Regions from separate parts of the Anas platyrhynchos genome. Here region 2 is linked to region 1. A link is a contact called in public Hi-C data. All regions are on one chromosome and are shown on one strand. The core of a region is the stretch at or near the end of the contact, and the rest is flanking DNA. Distances in the headings are between cores, read along the strand shown. Region 1 overlaps WDR37 (WD repeat domain 37). Region 2 holds the start of GTPBP4 (GTP binding protein 4).

Region 1 (3,934 bases), core at 1,051-3,550:
ACTCTGAAGTGAACAACAGCTTGTGTTTGTTCTGGTGTGACAGGCTTTTGTGCTGAATCTATTTATTCAATTAATTACACTGTTAGTTTTCTGAGAACTGACAGAGCTGAAGTTGTTGCTGCTTGTCATCTGGAAGTTGGATGGCAATACTTCCTCGGACAGAAAAGTGCTCATGCGTTTGGGCTGTTACAGCCTGACTTCAGGAGGGAAGGGCAGCTGGGAGGTCATGCTGTCACTTCTGTGCAGTAAAACAAGCAAACGAACAAAAAACCACATTAACTTATTTTAGTATTTCCTATAAGACTACACAGGTGTATTGCGCTGTAGTATGTAGATCTTTTAAGTGTTTTGTGTGTCGTCTTAGTTTATTCTGTTGACCTTTAACCTTGAACAGCCAGTGGCCAGCTCTAATGTGTAGAGAGATAGAGCTACTTCACAGAGGAGCTGCAAACTGCATGAAATCTAGATAATGCTGTCTGCTTATCTGCAAAAATACTTTTTATGTGGTATTTTAATAAGCTAACTTAAGCTATGCCAACTTTCAAGTTAGTAAAGGAAGTGGATGCGTTTTACTGTGTTGGTTACTTTAGGACAGGTTTAGATTTTTCTAATGCTATCCAGCTCTGAGAAGTAGAATAAAAACTTTCCTTACTTTTCCTTCCGTGTTTCTACAGTTTTAGAAGGCTAGCCTAGTATCCTTTATAACCTTGCTGTATGGAATTAGCGGGTAGTTGAATCAGAAATAATTGTTTGAATTTCAGTATTTCTTTTGGTAGTGTTTAATTTGTGTAGTATTCTTGTTTAATCAATTTTATACCAGGCTGGTTTTAATCTGGATCTGTTTGATATTCTGGTTCTCTGTGAATGTGTGAAGAGAAGTACCCTGTCCGGGGGGAGGCAGATGACGATGGAGAACAGAGTAACTGGGGAGGCACGAGGAGTGTAGGACTGCTTCTTTCAGCACCCTACCTGCTTTTCCCAGTTGAAAGTAGCCATGAAACAGGTGTAAGACAGAGCTGTGCACAAAGCGGGTGTGCTCTGTGTTGTGGCTGGCAGTGGTTTCTCTTGCTTTTCTCTCTAAGCTGGATATCCAGAGACAACCGATTAGCTAATACAAAATGAAGATCGTGATAGGCTTTTCTGTTTCTCTATAGTCAGTCGTGCTGAATGTATGAACCAGAATGTTAGGCTAAATTCTGATCGCTTAGATGCTGACTTGATCAAAGATGCATGCTGCCCTCTAATGGCTAGTGTGCACACGCTTGTTCATATTGCAGTCAGAGTATAGGAATGGAAACTATTTCTTTTGGTTTGGGTTTGCTGGGACACGTAAGAACAAAACAAGCTATAATTATTCTGTAACTTGCATTGAAATAATGAAGTTCACTATAATTTGGGTGGTTTTCTGTATTAATGTTCCACTCAGTAATGGTTTTCCTGTACTTCCAAGACCTCAAGTAGTGGTGGTTTGTGCTGTGGCAGGAGCTGACTCAATTTCTTTTTTTTTGTTCAGAGCTGATGGTTTCAAGACTTTGAAGGTATATACTTGTACTTTTTTATTTTTTGAGTTGCTGATAGGCACATTCCCTGTATTTGCTAGATGAACTCCAAGATGACAGGCTAGATATGCTACAAAGGAATAGTTGAGCTTTTTCAATGTTAGGGTAGGGCTCACTAAGTGGAAATTTCCAAATAACTGGCTAAGTAGGTAAATGATAACTGCAGTAAGCCCATATTGTGGTCTATCTGCAGCAGAAGAAAATAACGGTTTTAGCATAATTTATTTTCATGGTGTACAAGGACAGCTCGTCCTTCGATCCATATTTGTAGATTAAGCCAGCTATTGGATTAATTTACTACAGTTATCATCCTTATGACAGTATTTTTTCCCTTCTAATGTACTCCTTTTTAGTAGCATACCGTGCTTTAAATTTTATAACATGTTTGTTAGTACTGGGTCGCAAGTTTATCAGTGTGCTGCAGCCTTCTCCTGTACTCGCTGTCTTCTCAAAGCTCTTCAGTAACTGATAGAGTGGGGACCTTGAATCCCAACAGAAATCAGTGCTCAGCTGTTGGTGGTACGGTATGGGTTTCTTCAGTGACAGGGTGGTATTTCAGAGGCAGATTAATAAAATTTTAGTAGTTTGCCTTCAGAAACTTGTGTTGAACTGCATACTGAAGTTGGGCCCTTTAAATCCCGCATTAGTGGTTTTATCACACGTTTTTATGCCTCAGAACTGTGGTGCTGATAATGCTGAAAAAAATTCAGCCTTTTTCTGCAAACTTATCTCAAAGCATTTTCTGCAACAGGGAGGTTCTTGAATAATATGGAGGAGGGATGGGTTAGAGATTGCTGTTTCTTTCACACTTAATTATGGCTAGTGACAAAAATAGGTGACTGTTGAAAAGCTTAGTTTGTCCGTAGGTTTAGTAGTAGATATCATAACAAAGCACTTTTTTGAGGTAATGCATAGTCAACTTGTAAGTTACTTTGTCAACCAGAGGTATTTTTCTTCTTGAACTAGAAGCATCTTGACTTCATAATACATTTTTTCACCTTTTTTTTTTCCTTTATTGTTATATTTTTATAATTTTTCTCTAATAAAAATAATAAAAAAAAATGGTCATTTGAATTCTGTCCCTTGAAAGAGAAAGCATATGTAAAATGAATTATTTGCACAGAAATGTCCCCAAAACTTTTTGTGTTCGGTGCTAGAAGAAGCTTTAATTTCCCTCTTTGCCAAGAGGTAGAAAACTTCTAAAATTGGCATAAGATTGAAAGGCAAATGCAGCTCAGAGTAAACTTTTCTATGTATGCACATATATATATAATATCTATATCTATACATAGATAATAATATCTAAATAAAACTATAAAATCCGGTATTTTGCCTTCTAGGATTCTAAGCTACCATCTTCTGTTCGGAACACACTCCTTGAACTTTTTGGACAAATAGAGCGGGAGTTTGAAAACCTGTATATTGAAAATTTGGAATGTGAGTATATCTTTCTTTCAGCAACTTAAGAACTGTTTGTACTTAGGAATTGGAAGAGTTTACACTGGATACTGAAATTTAATGTATTTTTTGGTGAGGAATTCAAGAACTGTTTTGTAGTGAACTTGTAGTGAAAGACATAAGTTTGTCCCCTTTCAGAAAAAATAACTTTCTTAGCTCTTTGACGCAAGTAGTGAGAACTAATGTGTGATACCCTCCTTGGCAGAGAAAGGGAAGTGGCTGTCTCCTTGTCGCTGCACGTTTGGTTTTATACCATTTTAATCTGGCAGTAACTGTGCAGCCATTGATGTTTGAGACTGTGACTGCAATATATATTTACAGGCTTCATTTTAATGATGTAATTTTAGTCAGAAATTGTCTTAAAACAAAAGAGAAAACCACACCACAACAGTATAAAATGTAGCGTTTCTGGATCATACTACCTCACGAATTGCATAACCAGCACCTGCAGCTGCTCATGAATTTTGAAGTTGAGCAGTCAGTTAAAAATCCCAGGTGTTATCTGGAAAAAATGTTCTATGTGTAATGACTGTATTGTGATATAAATGATCTAAAGTGATGTAAGAGGACCCAGAGTAAGTAACACAAGCAACCATATTGTGAAGCCCCTGCTAAATTTTCCTTGTTGCGTTCTAGAAGCTGTGTTGCATGGCTTGGCTTCTGAATTGTGGAATCTGTCTGTCTTGGCTCCAAGTCAAACTTTTTTCCAAAGCTAATCTGTTATCACAGTTAAAGCAAACACTCATGTTACAAAAACACTCCTGCATGCTTTTGGAAAATGTGCTGCTTTTTTCTTATTTTAAAAACTGGAGACAGTGTTGGTTAAAGGCCGTCAGAAATACTGCACACTTCTTGCAGTAGTGACAATTTGCACACCTCAGTTTTTGGCTTCCTGCTGTGAAGTTGGCTGGAAGCAA
Region 2 (3,934 bases), core at 760-3,259, 33 kb before region 1:
CTGAGCATGGTCTGGGTCCTGCTGGGTGCTATTAGCTGCTCTTGTACAAGACACAAAACCAATTTTGTTTTTAATTTCAAAGTGGTATGAATTACAGTCTACTGGAGCAATGTTTTTTAAAACATGAAACTATGCCTTGAGTTTGGCATGGACATCGGAGTGCAGAAGGCCAGCTGGGGAAAGAAGCATGTGGACTGAAAGAAAAACAACCTGATAAGGTCTCATCTCTCTTGGCTCCTGGAAGAAGTCTCCAGAGGACAATATCCAGCACAGTACCCACATTTCGTCTTGGAAAGAACTAGTTCTCTTCAAAACTGCTCAGGAGAGTAGCAATGTACAGGCTGTGTGAGAACGGGGCACACAGGGGGCAGCTATTGAATGATCCCAGTGTCTGGGGTCAGTTTTGTGAAGGGGTGCACAGTGCACATCTGTGTGTCACTGTTTTGGGTACCAGCAAGTGCAGCAGGGCTGTGGGGATCAGAGTCCACATCTAAAAGTGCCAGAAACTGGGAAGTCCTGGGGATATGCTAGGGAAGAGCTCCTTCTGTTCTCTAAACCTATGTTTTTGGAGGCAAAATGCGACACACATAAAATGTGAAGCCAAATCTCACTGCTTCAAGAACGCACCAGGAAAGCAGGCTGAAGTATTATTATCAAAATATTTATGAAGCAGCGCGCTCATCATAATGGGGCAGCTGCAGCATGGTTGAGAGGCTATAGCAACAGGGATGGTTCTAACAGCGTGTTTATGATCAAATGATGCTCATACAGTCATTACGGAAATTAATTTCTGGAAAGGATTAGCTACTGGCTTGACTGATTATAGGGACTCTTAATTTTCTAATACCTTAAAAATTTCTGTGGCATTGGAGCGTGTCAGCAAAATTAGTAACATGATGAAATAAAGGAACTGTGGAAGGAATTGTGCATTTGAATTTCTAGTACTGTAGAAAAATGGGCAGTGGCAGAGTAATACTTGACTAGATTCTCTCAAGTGGAAAATGTCATGCTTTGTGTAGAGAGAGGAAAAAATGTGTGGAAGCCAAAGAATTGTCAATTCTTAATCTAACTTATTTTCCAAAGTGTATCACATAAAATGTAATTTATCTAAAACAGATATATTTCAGTGCATGCCAGCCTATTGTTTGTGTCAAGTATTAAACAGGGACAGACAGGCACAGTGCATTGCATGCCTGCATTTAGGTACATTTCAAGTTTATGTCCTCGGTCTATGTTTGGGTCTCATGTTTGCTGGAGATAAGCAACAAAGAATGGAGCACAAGGTGTAGTCAAGATCACAAACTGCTCCAGAATTCACTCAAGCTATGCCTTTATCTTAAAGGTTTTACAATTTTGTGTGAGACAAGCCACCAAAAGTTATTAAAAAAAAAAAAAAAAGTGAGAGGATGTGTGTTTGGGGTTGTTTGGGTGCATACCCAGAATGAGCATACACACACAGACACCAGGTGGAACGTCCTGGTCCTCGTCCCCTTTCTGCCTGATCAGCATAACTAGCAGAAAATGGACAAAATAGATCAAGTAGCTGGTCTTGGGCAGGTAGTTTTGGCCCACTATCTCCTGATCTCCACAGTTTCTGGCACTTTGATGTGTGAACCTCACAAGCCCACAGCCCTGCTCCAGCTGCTGCTGCTCAGGACTCTCTCACACAGCCCTGCCCTGTGCACCCCTTCACAAAATGAGCCCCAGACACAGGAACCATCCCGTATCTGGCCCTCAGACCCCCAGGTCTCCCAGTTACATGCACACACACACCGATACCCACAACCCTGCTGGATTCATGCTGCTGTTCTTGGTGCCCCACACGCGGCCCCTCTGAGCCATTACCCTTTTGGTGGCAGCTGGATCTGTACACACACACACACGTGCAATGAAAAAAATTCTCAACAAGGTAAACAGAAATGGAGTTTAATAAGACAGCAGGACAGACTGTGGAGGTTGGGCGTGCAGCAGGACTGGCACCCTGACCCCTCCCGTCATGGCCAGCTCCCCTCCCTCCCTCTCTGCCCGCCTCCCCGGCACGGAAGCTCGGGGCTCTCGCGAGAGACACGGCCTCTTTTCTCCCTTTCCGGCAGCGTGGGGCTCGGGCAGCCTGCCGGCATGGCGCTCTACAACTTCAAGAAGATCACGGTGGTGCCGTCCGCCAAGGTAGGGCGCCCGTCGCCATCCCCCCCTCGCCCCCGTCCCTCAGCCCCTGCGCCCGCCGCGCCTCAGGGGAGCGCCGCCCGCGCTGCCCGGCGTGGCCGCGGCCTTCGCTTCCCCTCCCCCCCCCCCAGGCTCATGGGCTCGCCCTGGGGCAGTGCGGGGCGGCGCGGCGGGCTGTACCATGCAGGGCGCGGGGGGGGGGGGCGCCTGAGGTGGGGTCCCGCGGCTCTGCCCTGGCGGGGCTGGCCCTGACAGGAATCCCGTCTGTTCTCCCCCCCAGCGTCACGCTCAGTCTCACCGCCGTGCATTTATCTAAAATAAAGTTATTTCCTGGTCTAATGAAGGAGTTTCGTTCCATAGCAGCGGGCTTGCATTAGTGGGGCCGCTTCCCGAGCTCTGCTGGGGAGAGGAGGCCAGTCCTTCAATAATTGGCAGGAAAACCCCACTCAGAATGCACATTCTGTTACTGCTTGGAGATAAAAGTCTGTGTTTCAGGTGTTTTATTCTAAAACATGCTCAGTTCATCCATTGCAGAGCAGTGGCATGGGCCACATCACTTAATGGGCCTAACTGCTCTGCCCGCTCCTCCACCAAAATACAATTAAAGCTTTATCGCTTCATTAAAACTTGACAGCTTGCATGATTAATAACATTTATTTGATTGCAGGACTTCATAGATTTGACATTGTCAAAGACTCAGCGAAAGACCCCAACCGTCATTCATAAACATTACCAAATCCATCGGATTCGACAGTTTTACATGCGAAAAGTCAAATATACTCAACAGAATTACCACGATAGGCTCACTCAGATCTTAACAGACTTCCCCAAATTAGATGTAAGTATTTGTTCATTTGATCATAAAGGAACTTCAGGAATCAGAAATTATTCTGTAACAGTGGTTTTATTAGAGCTTAGTTTGGCCTGAGCAGCACAGTGCTGATTCGCTGCATGGAAGATTTAGAATAACTCTCAGTAGATTTTTTTTAGAGTAAATTTAGGAAACTTGTTCTACAAAAATACTTTATTCCTACTAAGAAAAGTCAGAATTGTGCCCCTGGGTGATTGCCAAAGGATGCATTTTCAAGGTTTTAGCTGATCAGGTGATGTTGGCCAGAAACTGCTGTTAAATGATGAGTGAGAAAGTTTCTTTTTCCTATGTTGTGTTGGTGTACTTCTTCTTAATGTGTGTAAATGTAAGTCATTATGTGCCTGTGGTCAGTCTTTCCTGCAAAACACCTACTGGAAGTTAGAAATTCCAAAAGTATGTCACATTGCTTCCCATCTTCAGTTCTTCAGAAGTGCTAATTTGACAACAAAAACTTATTCTTGGCCACACAAAGGATATTGTTGGAAATGCACTTTGACAAGACACATGTAGCCTTAACTTCCCAACAGTTACAGCTGCATCCATGTGTCCAGTGGGACTTATTTATGGACAGCTGTACATGCTGCAGCCCTATATACCTTCCTGCTGTTTTTGTATCCAGTGATCATTACTGAAGGATTTCCACAAATATTTTCTGCATTTTAATTTCTCTTGATGAAGTTTCTGCTCAAATAGCCGTTTAAGATGAAGTCGGAAAGTATTTTATAGTGCAAGAGAAGAAATTGAAACTATATGAATGAGTCCAGGATATGCTTGCAGAAGAAATTTGACGTGTTAAGAATTAGGCATGTAATGACCAAGGAGATTGTTTTCCTTAAGTAAGACGATAATGAAAACAGTCTAGATTGTATTGTCACTTGTGTTGCTATATTAGAGTAAAAG

The links. A called contact is a pair of places that touch in the nucleus more often than the background predicts.
Region 2: a contact with region 1 is called in a Hi-C map of liver, with 4 times the contacts expected there. The contact joins the promoter of GTPBP4 here to the enhancer-like site in region 1. A contact is called at or near these places in 4 of 8 Hi-C or Micro-C datasets (F5 follicle, liver, skeletal muscle and 1 more).

Annotation. Positions count from the first base shown.
Region 1 is chr2:148,548,492-148,552,425 of IASCAAS_PekinDuck_T2T, reverse strand. It overlaps WDR37 (WD repeat domain 37), which reads left to right. Exons shown (of 14, transcript XM_072033820.1): 3 at 2,900-2,996. Among named protein-coding and RNA genes, the nearest start is that of WDR37, 14 kb to the left of the region's middle. Within about 2 kb of position 2,300, at least 6 of the 8 cell types and tissues checked have an H3K27ac peak or open chromatin away from gene starts, as enhancers often do. A contact at or near this core is called in F5 follicle and subcutaneous adipose tissue, where this site is marked.
Region 2 is chr2:148,581,507-148,585,440 of IASCAAS_PekinDuck_T2T, reverse strand. GTPBP4 (GTP binding protein 4) reads left to right here and starts at 2,009. Exons shown (of 17, transcript XM_038174948.2): 1 at 2,009-2,166; 2 at 2,831-3,001. The coding sequence starts at 2,119.